2 separate regions of the Mus musculus genome follow, and region 2 is linked to region 1. Evidence: chromatin contacts called from public HiChIP or PLAC-seq data. All regions are on one chromosome and are shown on one strand. The core of a region is the stretch at or near the end of the contact, and the rest is flanking DNA. Distances in the headings are between cores, read along the strand shown.

The links. HiChIP or PLAC-seq counts read pairs in DNA pulled down with a chosen protein or histone mark.
Region 2: an H3K4me3 HiChIP or PLAC-seq map of forebrain shows a contact between it and region 1, with 7 times the contacts expected there. The contact joins two enhancer-like sites. A contact is called at or near these places in 2 of 39 promoter capture datasets (cranial neural crest and second pharyngeal arch cranial neural crest), 2 of 15 datasets of contacts at CTCF or cohesin (embryonic stem cells and large pre-B cells), 5 of 484 Hi-C or Micro-C datasets (3T3-L1-derived adipocytes, the CH12 cell line, adipose-derived mesenchymal stem cells and 2 more) and 6 of 115 datasets of contacts at active chromatin or transcription factors (embryonic basal ganglia, embryonic forebrain, embryonic midbrain and 3 more).

Annotation. Positions count from the first base shown.
Region 1 is chr5:112,408,529-112,415,333 of GRCm38.p6, reverse strand. No RefSeq gene overlaps it. Among named protein-coding and RNA genes, the nearest start is that of Asphd2, 17 kb to the right of the region's middle. Within about 2 kb of position 3,658, at least 62 of the 459 cell types and tissues checked have an H3K27ac peak or open chromatin away from gene starts, as enhancers often do. A contact at or near this core is called in forebrain, where this site is marked.
Region 2 is chr5:113,046,117-113,053,501 of GRCm38.p6, reverse strand. No RefSeq gene overlaps it. Among named protein-coding and RNA genes, the nearest start is that of Gm22740, 5.7 kb to the right of the region's middle. Within about 2 kb of position 3,436, at least 20 of the 459 cell types and tissues checked have an H3K27ac peak or open chromatin away from gene starts, as enhancers often do. A contact at or near this core is called in forebrain, where this site is marked.

The sequences.
Region 1 (6,805 bases), core at 2,409-4,908:
GCCAGGCCCACTACAGGGAAACCCCTTTCAAATCCTCTGTCTGCTTCTGCCCTAGTCACGTAGTCCCTAAGATTTCTTCCAGGCTCTGCTCTTCCCAAACTTGGGCAACTCTCAGACCCAGGGCGCTGCCCCTCTCATCAGCCTGTCTGAACACCCCCCCCCCCCGCAAAAGAAAACAACCAAAAACCACAAGATACACAGTGTTTTTTTTTTTTTAATAAGCAAAAAGCACATAAATCAAAAGGCATGTGTGCCTTTAACTCTGCGCTGCCCAGCCATGGTTCTGAAGTCCCTGGATACTGTGTAGTCAGCGATATGCATCATGTCTCAACCTGAGCGAATGGGGGAAAACGGAATTTGAATCCTACTAATACTGAAAACAATGTTACTATTGGAAATTAAAACCATTGTGAGACCACATGCCTCAGCTCACTGGCATGTCTATCACCAAAAAAAAAAAAAAAAAAAAAAAAAAAAAAACTATAACGAATGTCAGAAAGGAATCAGAGAGAAAGGAACCCTATTCACTGTGGGTGGGAATGTGAATTAATAAAGACATTTTGGAATTCACTCGGGGTTAATAAAAAAATAAAAATAGAATTATGACATGACCCAGCTACCACTCCTGGGTGTATGTATACCCAGAGAACTCTATACCCTTCGCAGAGATATTTGAATGCCATATTTATTGCTGCTCACTAAAACAAAGAAGTAGAATCAACCAAGTTGTCACCAAGTGGATGGATAATGAAATTTTGGTGTATAGGCACAGACTGGAATAGTAGTCAGCTCTAAAAAAATGAAATCTCAAAATCTGCAGGAAAAAAAATGGTTTGGCTTAGAATATTTATTGTTAAGTGAGGTCACATAATAGCAGAAAGAGATAAACCACTCACCTGTGGAATCTAGAAATAACATATGTATCTATGCAAACCAATGTACACGTAGGTACAGTATACCATGAAGACAAAACACAGCTGGACAGTGGTGGTGGCACACACCTGGGACCCCAGCACTTGGGAGGCAGAGGCAGGCAGATCTCTGAGTTTGAGGCCAGCCTGCTCAATAACAGGTAGAGTGAGTTCCAGGCCAGCCAGGACTACATGGAGAAACACTGTCTTGAAACCCCCCTTCCCCCAAAGAAAGAAAGGCTGAATATTTGGGGAGGGGGAAGGGGAGAACAGGCTGAACACAGGCAACGAACAAGACTCATGAGAGGAGATGCGGGGATGATTGTTTTTCTAGTTCTATATGCATTGTGAGTTTTTCATTTTTGTGGTGACTTTTTCTATAGTTGTTCTATATTCTCGTTCTATAGTGAGAGCATAAAATCTCCAGTGTCTGCCCCAAATGCAAATTCTAACAGGATAGGGCTTTATGGAATTGCATGGTCTTTACATCTAGTTAATATCAGTGTGTGGTTGCTTTTATTTGCAACTTTTTTCCATTAATTTATTTATTTGTTCGCCTTACATTCTGGTCGCTGCCTTCCCGTCCTCCTGTATTTACAACTTTTTAATAACAAAGTTTAATATGAACTTCAACTTTAGCTGGCTGTGACGTTAGGGGTGGGTTTGTAATTATAGTTACACATTTATTTAGTCAGTGTGTGTGTGTGTTTGTGTATGTCAGGGTGTGTGTCTGTGTGTGTGTCAGTGTGTCTATCTGTATGTATATCTCTGTGTGTCTGTGTCTGTAGCTGTATGTGTGTCTATGTCTGTTTGTCTGTGTGTATCTCTGTGTATCTGTGTCTATGTGTGTGTGTGTCTGTGTATCCATGTCTGTGTCTCTATGTGTGTGTGTGTGTGTGAGAGAGAGAGAGAGAGAGAGAGAGAGAGAGAGAAGGTCATAGGACAATTTGCAACAGTTTGTTCTTGCCTCACACTTGACAGGTTCCAGAACTGAACTCCAGTCCTAGGACTTGGCAGCAGGCATCTTTGCTCACTGAGCCAGCTGACTCACTAGTCCTGCAGCAGGCCCTATGGCCTTCTTGAGATCCACTCACTGCTCTGCAACCTATGGACACCTTTCTGGTGCATATGAACACCTCTTAAGAGGATCAAGCCTATTGTCTCAGTTAAGGTTTTACTGCTGTGAACAGATACCATGACCAAGGCAACTCTTATAAGGATGACATTTAATTGGGGCTGGTGTACAGGTTCAGAAGTTCAGTCCATTATCATCAAGGCAGGAACATGACAGCATCCAGGCAGGCACTGTGCAGGAGGAGCTGAGAGTTCTACATCTTCATCTGAAGGCTGCTAGAAGACTGATTTCCAGGCAGCTAGGATGAAAGTCTTAAAGCCCACGCCCACAGTGACACACCTACTCCAACAAGGCCACACCCACTCCAACAAGACCACGCCTTCTTCAACAAGGCCACACCTACTCCAACAGGGCCGTCAGCCCTGTGTGTGAGTCCAGGTGTTTTTTCCTATGCTTTATTATGTGTGAAATAGATAGGCATTCTAAATGTCACATTCTGGCCAAGTTGGGTGGTACAAGCCTGCAATACCAGCTCCTGGGAAGCTGAGGCTGGGGGATCGCAAGTCTGGGCCAACCTGAACTGTGTAGTAAGTATGAAAAAAAAAAAAGCCATGTGGTGACTGCAATGAGTTTTCAATGCAGGACCAGTCCGGAAGGCAGGAAGTACCCTTTCTTAGTGCCCAGATCCGACATCTTTTCCTGCCATATCTGTGATACACTGCTGCGTGCCCTTTGATGTCTGCCCTTCCCTCACCGTGCCTTTTGCTCACTCTCATGTAACTAGAAAGAAGTAGGGAGTGCCGCCGTGCCCTGTCTCTGTAGCTGATGTGGGTTCTTTGAGGGTGATGGAGTCTTAGCTCTCTCAGTAGGTTTACCTGGGGGTAATCAACAGCCCCCAGAAACACCTCAAGCCGATGACTTAGCCTGCCCTTGTCTCTCACCCAAGAAGAATCAGGGCAAGAAGAGCAAATGTAGTTTTACTAAGGAAAAAAAGTGGCAGGGATTGGGTGGGGGAGCTCTGAGGGAGGAATGCCGAGATGTGGTCTTCCCAATGGCCTCTGGGAATTAGATAGAGGCAGAGATCGTCCTGTGCGGCTGCAGCAGTCATGGCCCCCACATTCTTGGACATTTAAAGGGAGATCACATGGCTGTGGATTGACCAGGAGGTTCCCCCGCAGAATTCCAGAGCTGAGAAAAGACGGGCATTGTCCTCCCCCACACATGCAAATATGCGAAACCCACAAACTCCTAGAGCAATCAGTCCTGCCTGAAATTTGCTGAGAACCAATACCTGGGGCTGCTAAGAATATGTCCCACCAGAAATAAATTTTCCGAGCCAGGCAATGCCAGCCAGTTATGAAGTCGCCCCACCTAGCCAGCTCGACAATCACGGGAACAACACAGGTGTCAGTCACCACACCTGCTCCACTGGTGGCTTCAAAGGCGAAGACATTTGCAACAGTGACTTAATGACGGCTCCCAGGCCCCAGAGGCTGGAGTGGGGGTGGAGCTCATCCCACTCTGCTTCTCTTCCTCGAGAAGGTCAAACTGACATGGTCAGAGGAAACCCCAAAGCACAGTCCTCTCACCGTCTACTTTAACCAACAGACTGACAGGCATTCCCGGGTGGCACCCTATGCGCCGAACCTGCCACCGCCTCTTCAAAACACTGCTGGTTTCCATGGAAACCAAAAAAAGCACTCGGGCTGGGAGAGCTACTGGGAATTGCAAATTGAGATGCCCCAAACTACCCCTGCAGCACATTTCTAAGCCCTCATTTGGAAAAAGAAACAGTAGCTCAGGTTTGCACTGGGGACAGGGGCTGAAGGGTAGGGGGGTGAGGGTGGGGGCACATTAGGAAGCCCTTAAAAAAACTCGAGAGCATTTCCAGCGCCCAACATCCTGTCTGACCCTGGTATACTTTCTAGATTCCAACATCCTAACTGGATTGCTTCCTTTTCAAAAGAAGCTCCCTCCCGGGAGACGCAGAGAGGGTGTATCTGGGATGCACAGGCTTCTGGAGTTAGGGTCCTGTCTGCTGTTTATAAGGCTCATGTTGTGACAAGGCAGCACAGGTCACAATGATGCCTGCGGTCAGGACGCCAACACAGAGTCCTCTGCTGCTGATCTCTCTCCTCCCCAGGCTGAGAGAGGGCTGTTCGCACAGAGATGATTATATTTCTGTTCTCAAAATCCGCTATCTGAGACGGGAATGCAAAATGAAAGGCAAGGGTTTCTACAAACAGATGCCGGGCTGGCGCAGCACAGGAAGGGATTTTAAAAAGACAGCTAAAGACAAGTCATCTTTAAAAAGTTCTTAGAGCAAAGATACAGACCAAAGCTAGGCATGGCAGCACAGACTGTAAGGCCTTGCTTGTGGGGCAGAGGTAGGTGGATCCGGACATGAGGTTAGCTCAGACTACGTGAGACCCTGACTCAAAACAAAGTAGCTAGACAAAGTGAATTTTTCCATCTTTTCTTTTTCCTTTTATGAAGTCCAAGCTTGGCAGCTGGTTGCTTTTCTTGGGCTTGGATACCTTTGTGGGCCATGCATGTGTACCGTGCATGGATGCTATGGACGGATGCATGAGGACCTGACTTCAGTCCCCAGCAAAAAGGCAGGCTTGGTGGCATCCATTTGAAATCCTAGCACTGGGGTGGAAGATAGGAGGATGGCTGAAGATCTCCGCCAGTCTGCCCATAGGATACACTGTTTCAAGAAACAGGCACACGCCTTTAATCCCAGCACTCGGAGGCAGAGGTAGGCGGATTTCTGAGTTCGAGGCCAGCCTGGTCTACAAAGTGAGTTCCAGGACAGCCAGAGCTATACAGAGAAACCCTGTCTCGAGAGAGAGAGAGAGAGAGAGAGAGAGAGAGAGAGAGAGAGAGAGATGGAAGGCATCTGAGGAAAGACACCAAAGTTGTTTTCTGACCTCTACATGCTCATAGGTGCACACACAATGGCACACTGCTTCCCTGTTTCAAATGTGTGCCATCACATCCGTCCCTCCAGCTGCCCAAGAGAGAAAACTGAGAATAACTCTGTCCCTTCTTCAGCCCTTCATTCACTCTCTCACTGTCTCCATCCACTGCCATGACAACAGGCTCACGGCGTGCTTCTTTATAAGGGCTGGGGCCAGCCTGGGTTACAGGGTTCCAGCCTAGCCTAGGCTACAGAGTGAGATGGTTTCAAGTACTCTGTTTTTATTTAGGACACAGTCCTGGAGGCACAGAGGTTGAGATCCTGATCTACTAATGGCCTTCATGCTGCCTCCATCCCAAGATGTCACAGAATATCGTGTGGCAAGAGACAGCAGCAAGTTCGTGTGTGTCTGGTCTCTCTCCTTCTTCCTCTAAAGCCACCAGAAATCAGTCATACAGGCTCACCCTCATGACCCTGGCCTGTCCTAATCACCTGAGACCACACCCCGAATGCTTAGTTGGATTTCTTGTATCATTCAGAGCCTAATGACAGGGACCAGACTTCAGCATGAGTTCAAATCATAGCCTCTTCCAACAACTGTATTCACTGTATGTTCAGTCTATGTTCCCTGTATGTTCAGTCTTTGTTCCCTGTATGTTCAGTCTATGTTCCCTGTATGTTCAGTCTATGTTCCCTGTATGTTCAGTCTTTGTTCCCTGTATGTTCAGTCTATGTTCACTGTATGTTCAGTCTATGTTCACTGTATGTTTATTCTATGTTCACTGTATGTTCACATCAGTACCACCACCATCAACCATCCTATTGCCATGGCAACACCAATCATCTACCATGCTTCACCCTCTGCACTGTCCCTGCCCTGCAAGATGCTCCAGGCAAGCTCGGGTCCCAGCTTGACTCTCTCACCAATGCTTTGTTATCAGAGATGGGCCTAGAGCCTCAAGCTTGTCTGCAAGTCTGGTGCATCTGGGCCATCTGTCTTGTCAGCATGCAGAGGCAAGTGTGTCACCCTCCCTGCCAAGCCCACTCCTCCGAGCCATTGAAACGCTGACTGTGAGCACACACTTCTCGGACACCAGCTAAACAAGTGCCTGTAGGGACAGCTGATGGTCGTGGGGGAGAAAAAGAAAGCAAGAGAATCTAAGGAGACGATTACGAAATAATAGGAAAATTCCTCCTTCCTACACTGAGTCTTCTGGGAAGTGGAGGATGGGAGACATGCTTCTGACCAGCTGCTGTCAGGGCTGCTCTGCTATGGTCCCCCATTCCAAGCCATTTGCTTAGGGCCCAGCTATGGCTGCTGACTGGTCACTGAGTTAAATGTGTTAATAGCGGCACAGCCAGCACGGCTGAGTAGATCCACGCATAGACACATTAGCTAATTAACACTGGTGAACTAAAGATGGCAGTATCTTAGCACATGAGCAAATTGGGCATTGTGTCATGTTTTGGGAGACCTGGGCATAGTGACAAGGGACAGCCATGGTGCGGGTAACTCTTCTGCTCATACTTCACCCTGAGCAGCTTCGAGAAGGCTCCTCGTGTGACTGTTTTGACCTCAGTGTGATAATCCAGGAAGTCCCCAGTATGACCCCCAAGACCTTTGCACTGGCCATATGAGCCACAGCTTAGGGGTCCCAGCTTTGCCTTGGAGGTTCAAGGTCTACCTATGCTGGTTGGTTTTGGTCAACTTGACACAAGCGAGAGTTGTCTGGCATGGACTTCGGTTGAGAAAATGTCTCCAGCAGACTGACCCAGGGGCAAGTTCGTGGGAAGTTTCTTGATTACTAACCCAGCCCATTGTGAGTGGGTCACCCCTGGGCATTTAAGAAGCCAGGCTGAGCAAGCCAGTAAACACTGTTCCTCCATGGTCTCTGC
Region 2 (7,385 bases), core at 2,187-4,686, 640 kb before region 1:
GCCACCTAGCCTTGGTAGACTTTCTATTGCTATGATAAACACCTCGAACTTAGGGAGGAAAGGGTTTATTTGGCTTACACTTCCCCATTGCTGTTCATCACTGAAGGAAGCCAAGACAGGAACTCAAGCAGGGCAGGAACCTGGACGCAGGAGCTGATGCAGAGGCCATGGAGGGATGCTGCTTATTGGCTTGCTCCCTGTGGCTTGCTTAGCCTGCTTTCTTAGAGAACCCAGAACCACCAGCTAGCTCAAAGATGGCTCTGCCCACAATGGGCTGGGCCCTCCCCCATCGAAAATATCCCACGTTTGCCTACAGTCTGATCCCATGGAGGCGTTTTCTCAACTGATGCTTCCTCCTCTCTGATGACTCTAGCTTGTGTCTAGTTGACACAAAACCAGCCAGTACACAGACAGCCTTTTTCCTCCAGTTCTCCTTCAGAACATAGATCAGGGTAGCTCTGCTGCAGGCCTCAGGTGATATTTGGTGACATTCTTAGCTCTTGGGTTGGCTAGTGACATGTTAACATCCTTCAAAAATGTTTCTCTTGGAAGTCAGACGTTCTGGCATCCCTCGCTCAGCCATCTTCCCCGCCCCTCTGTCTTTCCTTCCTCCAGCTCCAGATAGGGGCTTTCTATCTGCCCACATCGACCCTGATTCATCTACCCTCACCAGACCCCCACCATCAGCTCATCAGCCCCTCCCCCCGCAACTGTGTTGGCCCATAGCAGGCTTCCCTATTGGACTTTGAGCTTCACCTGGACAGAACCCTGGTTAGCTCACCCCAGGGTCCCCAGTGTGTCACACAGCCCCTGAGACAGAGCAGGTATGTGACAGCTCATAGCCGAGCAAACGTGTGAAGGCGTCCCCTCCTTACCTCCTTACCCCCAGATTTCAAGTGCAGATATTCTTGGTAGGAAGGAATCATTGGGGGCTCACAGTGGGGTGTGCCTTCACTTGTACCCCAGGGAACTCACTCCACCTTGGCTGGATGGGGTCCTAGGACCGCTGTGTCTCCTCTCGGTTTCTCTACCTTCCCACCGTCTCACTTGCACATGCGCTCATGGTGTGAAAGACAGATCCACCAGGAGCCAATGGCTTTTATTTGAAGTCTGTTCCACTTAGCAGCGGCCTTTGCCACTCCCGCAGGCTCCCATCAGGCACTGGAGAAGCCATCAGCACCTGGCTTATTTGCTTCCACACAACGGTGGATGCCTCACACCTGACACAGGAGCCACAGAGTGAGAGATGGAAGATTGCTCATTTCCCCAGCTGCCCGTGGGTTCTTTGCAGCCTCTGCCCCACGTTGCATCTCAGCCTCTCTGGCTGGACATTGGGTGGAGGGGATGGAGAGTGAGGATCAGAGCTTTTGGAGGTTTCTTGTAGAGATGTCGGTGGCCTGGCACAATGGTCCCAGGTTTTTAAAAAAACGCTGTCTCATTATTTCATTATTTTATGTGTATTCTTGTTCTTCATGTATGCTTGTGAGCCTTTGCATGCCTGATGCCCCCAGAGACCAGAAGAGAGCATCAGTCCCCGTCCCCCGCTCCCCGGACCTGGAGTTATAGATAGTTGTAAGCTACCATGTGGGTACTGGGACCAGACACCAGGTCCTCTACAGGAGCAGCTGGTGCCCTTAACCATTGGGCCATCTTTCTAAACCTACACAGGTGGTTTTGTAGCTTTTTGGCTAATTCCTTGGACCGTGTCCTTCTCCTTACTGAAGTGAAGTCTCAGTGAAGGCAGATGCCAGACCCAGTTCCCAGTTTGTTTAGTCCCCAAAGAGTAAACAAAAGGAGAGAGTAAAAAGAGAAAAAGAGAAGGAACTCTGTAGAGCTCTTTCACACACCATTCACACATGGCTGTTCACACACATACCCGTCCACACATGGGTACATGGGTGCTCATACACACACACACACACACATACACACACACACACACACACACACACACACATCCACATATGGTTGTTCACATGCACACACCCATCCACACGTGGCTGCACACACACATGCACACACACACACACACACACACACACACCATCCACATGTGGCTGCACACACACATGCACACACACATACACACACACACACACACACCATCCACATGTGGCTGCACACACACATGCACACACACACACACACACACACCATCCACATATGGCTGCTCACATGCACACACCATGTACATGTGGCTCCTCACACACATATACACACTCACAAACACACACACACACCATCCACATGTAGCTGCTCACATGTACATCCATTTACATATGGCTATTCATGTGCACACACCATTCATATGTGGCTGTATACACACACACACACACACACACACACACACACACCATCCTCAAGTGGCTGTTCACACACACATGTGCTTCCACACCTGCATCTAACCCCTAACTTACTTCTGTGTTTTCATCTACTCATTTGGACTCTCTCCACAGACTTTTGGCCATGGACCGGGTACTGTGGGAACTGGGCTGTGGAGGAAGAGCAGGCATCTTTGTCAGCCAGGGAGCATCTGTGAAGTAGCACGGACAGCCCATTTGGCCTCTCAACTGTTTCCACAGCATCGGTTGTTTTTAATGAAAAGAACTGGAGTTCAGCCTTGATTTATACAGGAAGTTGTTAGAAAACAACAGAGAAGAAAAGCAACACACACACACACACACACACACACACACACACACACACACACACAGCTCTGGGAAGGTGCCAGGGGGACGGAGACGTCCACCTTTTCCAGGGAATGCACTGGTGAGCTCTGGACAAATTCAGAGTGAGGTGTCCCCTGGTGCCACGGCCTTGAGGACAGTGCATGTGGATGCTATGGGATGTCGAGGCTGGCCTCCACTGTGTGAGAAATGTGAACAGACTTCACCCTGTGTCTGGGACACTAGGGTGCAGGGTGAGACCTCTGAGGGCTTGTGTGGGAGGTGAGAGAGCTTCCTATGTGAGGATGCTCTGTGGTCCTCTCTTTTACATGCGCTGATGAGTCAGAGTGTATTATTCTGCTTTCTGCTTGAGATATTTTGTTTACAGAGTTCCCACAGATACTGTGTTCTGTTGTAACCAGTTTTGCTGGTTCAGAGAAATGTGTGTGTGTGTGTGTGTGTGTGTGTGTGTAACTGTCACACAAAACCAGGCTCAGATGTGATGTATGGGAAACTATATGATGTTCCAATCCACACAGCTTTCTTTGAGATTGCACTCCTTGGGCATGTGTTGTGGGTGTCTTGGAGGAAGGAGACAGGCTCAGAAGGGCTGGGAGACTTGTAGACTCTGACTGGGTAGACTCTGCTGGTGGGCTCAGCATCACAGCACTCAGGGACCTGCCAGTCTCATTCCATAGTCCCCACTGTGCCCTGGCCTGAACCCCAAGCTTGGCCCCCTACTGTGTTTTTGCAGGGAGTGGAGCACATACAAACTGGACCACATGGCCTCTCAGAAACTGCCACCAAGTGCTGGTATCTTAGCAACCACAGGATCAAAACAAGCTTGGAATAAAAGATGGGGAAGGAGGGAGAGGAAACAACCCCCTGGACCCCATCACCTGACCCACTGAGGGAGTTGGAGCACCTGACTGAGTCTGTGGTTTGCAATTCTTTTGAGGAATTCCCACCCCAATGCTGTTTACTGCTACAGACTGTGCTGGGAGTAGAGAAGCACATTTCAAAATACACAAAAGGGGACAGTGTCCTTGGGGGTACGGGTTCTGGGGATGACAAAGCAAGCGGGTACCTCAATATCCCAGGGTCCAGGGATCACATAGGGTTGGGGAGCACCTAAGGTAGGGAGTACTTGAGGTGAGGCCATCTCATCGGGGAGCACTCCAGGTAGGGAACTTTACAGTGGGGAGCACTCCAAGTAGGAACTTTAAAATGGGGAGCACTTTTGGGTGGAAGGAAGTACCTATGGTGGGAGCATCTGGGAATAGGGAGTACCTGGGGTGGGGAACCACCTGGAATGGGGACCACCTGGGGAGAAGAGCATCTGGGTAGGGTCTGCATAGTCTTTGAACTATATTCACTTCAGCCCAGGAGCCTCTGAGCCTCAGCCTGGTGGCTCTGTGGCCCCTATTGATGGAACCATAGATGGCTAAGCTATGGAAGATCATCCCTATGATCTCGAGTCTTTATTTAAGAAATGTGTTGTTGTAAAAGAGTCAAGCACATATGATGACATTTGGAGCCAGGACACCTCTCCTGAGGGAGAAGCCCAGTTTCTCAGCTCCAGTGGAGCACAGATATCATCAGAGCCCATGGGGCGTCCTGTATCTAAGACCCCATACCCTCTTAATCAGCTACAGTTGGGTCAAAACCACCTGGAAAGTGTCACATCCATACTGAACATTGAGGTGGCTTGAATGAAATGCACCCCCACTCCGCCCCCAATCCTGGCCATTTGAAGAGCTGGTTCCCAGTTAGCACTGTTCCTCGAGCTTTGGGTGGCCTGGCCTTGATAGTGAAGTACATCACTGGGTAAGGGGACTTAGGCGTTGGAGGAGGTAAATCACTGGGGCCTGGGCTTTGGAAGAAGAGCTTCATTGGGAGGTGGGCTTTGGTGGGGGGGGTACGTCATTGGGAGGGGGTGGGCTTTGGGGGGAAGTATGTCACTGTGGATTGGCTTTAAGAGTTTAAAAGACCTTGCTCTACTTCTCGTTGCCTCTCCTTGTTTTCTGGTTGGAGTTAAGCATGTGAGTTCTTGGCTGCCTGCTCTGCTGTTTGCTGCCATGTTTCCCTGCTAAGATGGTCTCATCCCTCTGCAATCATAAGTCCAGAGAAACTTTTTGTCTCTAAGTGCCATGGTCATGGTATCTTACCACAGCAACAGAAAGATAGTGAATACAAACATTTTGGACAGGTTTACCCTGAAGTTGTTCACTGGATCAGGTAGATAAGAAGGACCACAGCATCCAGCTAGGGTTGCACTATAAGTCCTCTGAGATGACTGTGCAGAGTGTGTGTGTGTGTAGTGAACTTCTATGGAAACACTGTATCTGTCCATGAGCCTGGCCAGCAATATTGTGTCCAAAGAGCCTGGCAGCCTCCTTATATCTTCCAGCATCCTAGAACCAGCCTGAGACATGACATGAAGGGACAAACCTGGCAGTGGCATGACATCTGCTGAAGGCAGTGTTTTTACACCTTTACCTGGCACTGTTGGGTAGTGGTGGTGGCGGTGGTGGTGGCGGTGGTGGCATGTTAATAGGATCATTTGATGCGCTGAGCCTTTTGGATCCCCACTTACAACTAAGGAAAAAGTGCACAGAGATGTCTAGTCATTTTCTAAAGTCACCGAGCCATGACTGGAGAACCAACACTGAGCCCAGTGTGGCTGTTGGAGAGTTATGTAACCAGCCACTGTGTAGCCCAGGGAGATAGAGGACTGGAGCAGAGACACTAGGAGCAGAGACAGGGCCTGCCGTGGAGGGTTGCTCACAGGCTGTGTTTGAGTGGGGCTCTGGGTTCAGATCGAGACAGGTGAGTTGTCAGTGAATATGGAATGTGGAGATCTTTAGGGCCTGCCAGGACACAAACTAGGAGCTACAGCAGGCACCGTGAGCCAGAGACTCAAATCTTCCCCCTTTCTCCTTCTTCCTCTCTCTCTCTCTCCTTTCCTTCTTCTCATCCCCCACTTTCCATCATCCCCCCCCCCCCCATCACCACCACTTAGACAAGTCTTATTATATGGCCAGGCCACAATCCTCCTGCTTCAGTTTCCCAAGGGCAGGACTTACAAGCATGTACAGGTTCACTCAGCCTGCTCTAGGTGTGGTTTTAAACACTATGTAACACCCATTAAGGGAGCTGACATGGTTGTTACAAGTTTACAGATGAGGCCACAGAGGCCCACAGACATGTAGCAATTTTCCAGGAGTACACAGCTGTGGAGCGTGGTGGACATTAATTCAGGCAGGGTTGTTTGCTGAGATTGTATATTGGGTCCCTGAAGAGTAACTACAGCAATGCTGTATTATCTATACTCCAGTACCACAGGATAATTCATGCTTGTGTTCCTGTATCTCCTGGGAGTGGGCAGGGCCAGGCTGGCCTCTGCTAGGTATCTACTCCATGTCTTGGATCTTCTCAGAGAGCAAATGGGCTATCCTGGACATATTTTTCTCCCGCTGATGGTGGATGAGCAGAAATATGCCAACTCTCTTTTGGATTAGGCTCAGGACTGGCAAATGGTCACTTCTGCCTCCTTTTGGCCTGAGAAGGTCACAGGACTACATTTAGTGTGGAAGGGTAGATGCCTCCATCCCCTGTGCTGTGTAGAATGGAGACAATCCCAGAAGTGAAAGTCTTAGAGCTGAGCCACATTCCACCATAGTGTCTGCTCTGTTTTAGAGACTTCCTGCATGCTCTGATGTTCCTTTCTAGAGATGAGGTGTGTCCTCGGCTGTAACCTGAACTTGCTAACTCTTGTCATGCAGAGAGCGTGGCAGGAAACGGCAGGGGCTTGCAGGAATAGGACATTTTATAAACAACTTTCTGCCACTATAACAAAACACTGAAGGCAAAAAGGTTATAGAGAAGAAAGGTTTGTTTTGGGCTCCAGGTTTTGTAGGCTTCCACCTAAGCTGCTTAAGCTTTTCACTGTGGGCCTGTGGTGCAAAGTACAGGGATGCTGGGAGCCAGGAAGAGTGTGTGTGTGTGTGTGTGTGTGTGTGTGTGTGTGTGTGTGCATCCTTATATCCCCCACTTCATATACCCAATGACCTAACTTCCTCCCACTATAACCCACCTCCTAAGACACCATAGTCTGGAGCCCAGGCCTTCAACACATGAGTTTTTTTGATCCTTGTATCCAAACTGTAACAGAATGAGATATATTGTGACAACAGACATGAGACACACTGTGGCTTCCCCCTTGCTCTCTCCCTGTGGAGGACTGGCTGCCACACTGAAAGAACACTCAAGTGCCGGTGGAGAGGCCACATAGTGAGGACCTGAAGCTTCCCGCTACAACTGTGTATGAACTGCTCTGAAGGTGGGGAGCCCCTGACTGCCCTCAGGAGAGATGGCAGGTCAGAACCCCAGGCCTGAGCCACTCCTGGGCTTCCATAGACCGTTCTTAGCTGTGATTTGCAGGCATTTCACGTGCAGCAGCAGACAAGAAGTCCTGTTTCTTCCTCGCTATTCGGAACACGTGCTGGCAAGGGTTTGGGGGGTGGGGTGGGGGGGGACTGTTCTGTCTTCTCCTCAGGCTGCCAACAGTGTCCCTGCAATTTCCCAAGATTGGGGGACCAAAAATACTTATGGTAAACTGCAGTTGTTAGGAGACACCTGCTCCTCAGAAGCCCAATGTGGGCAGATCTCAAAAGGAAAGCAAAGGATCAGCAGACAGGGACAGCTGCATGGGGACCA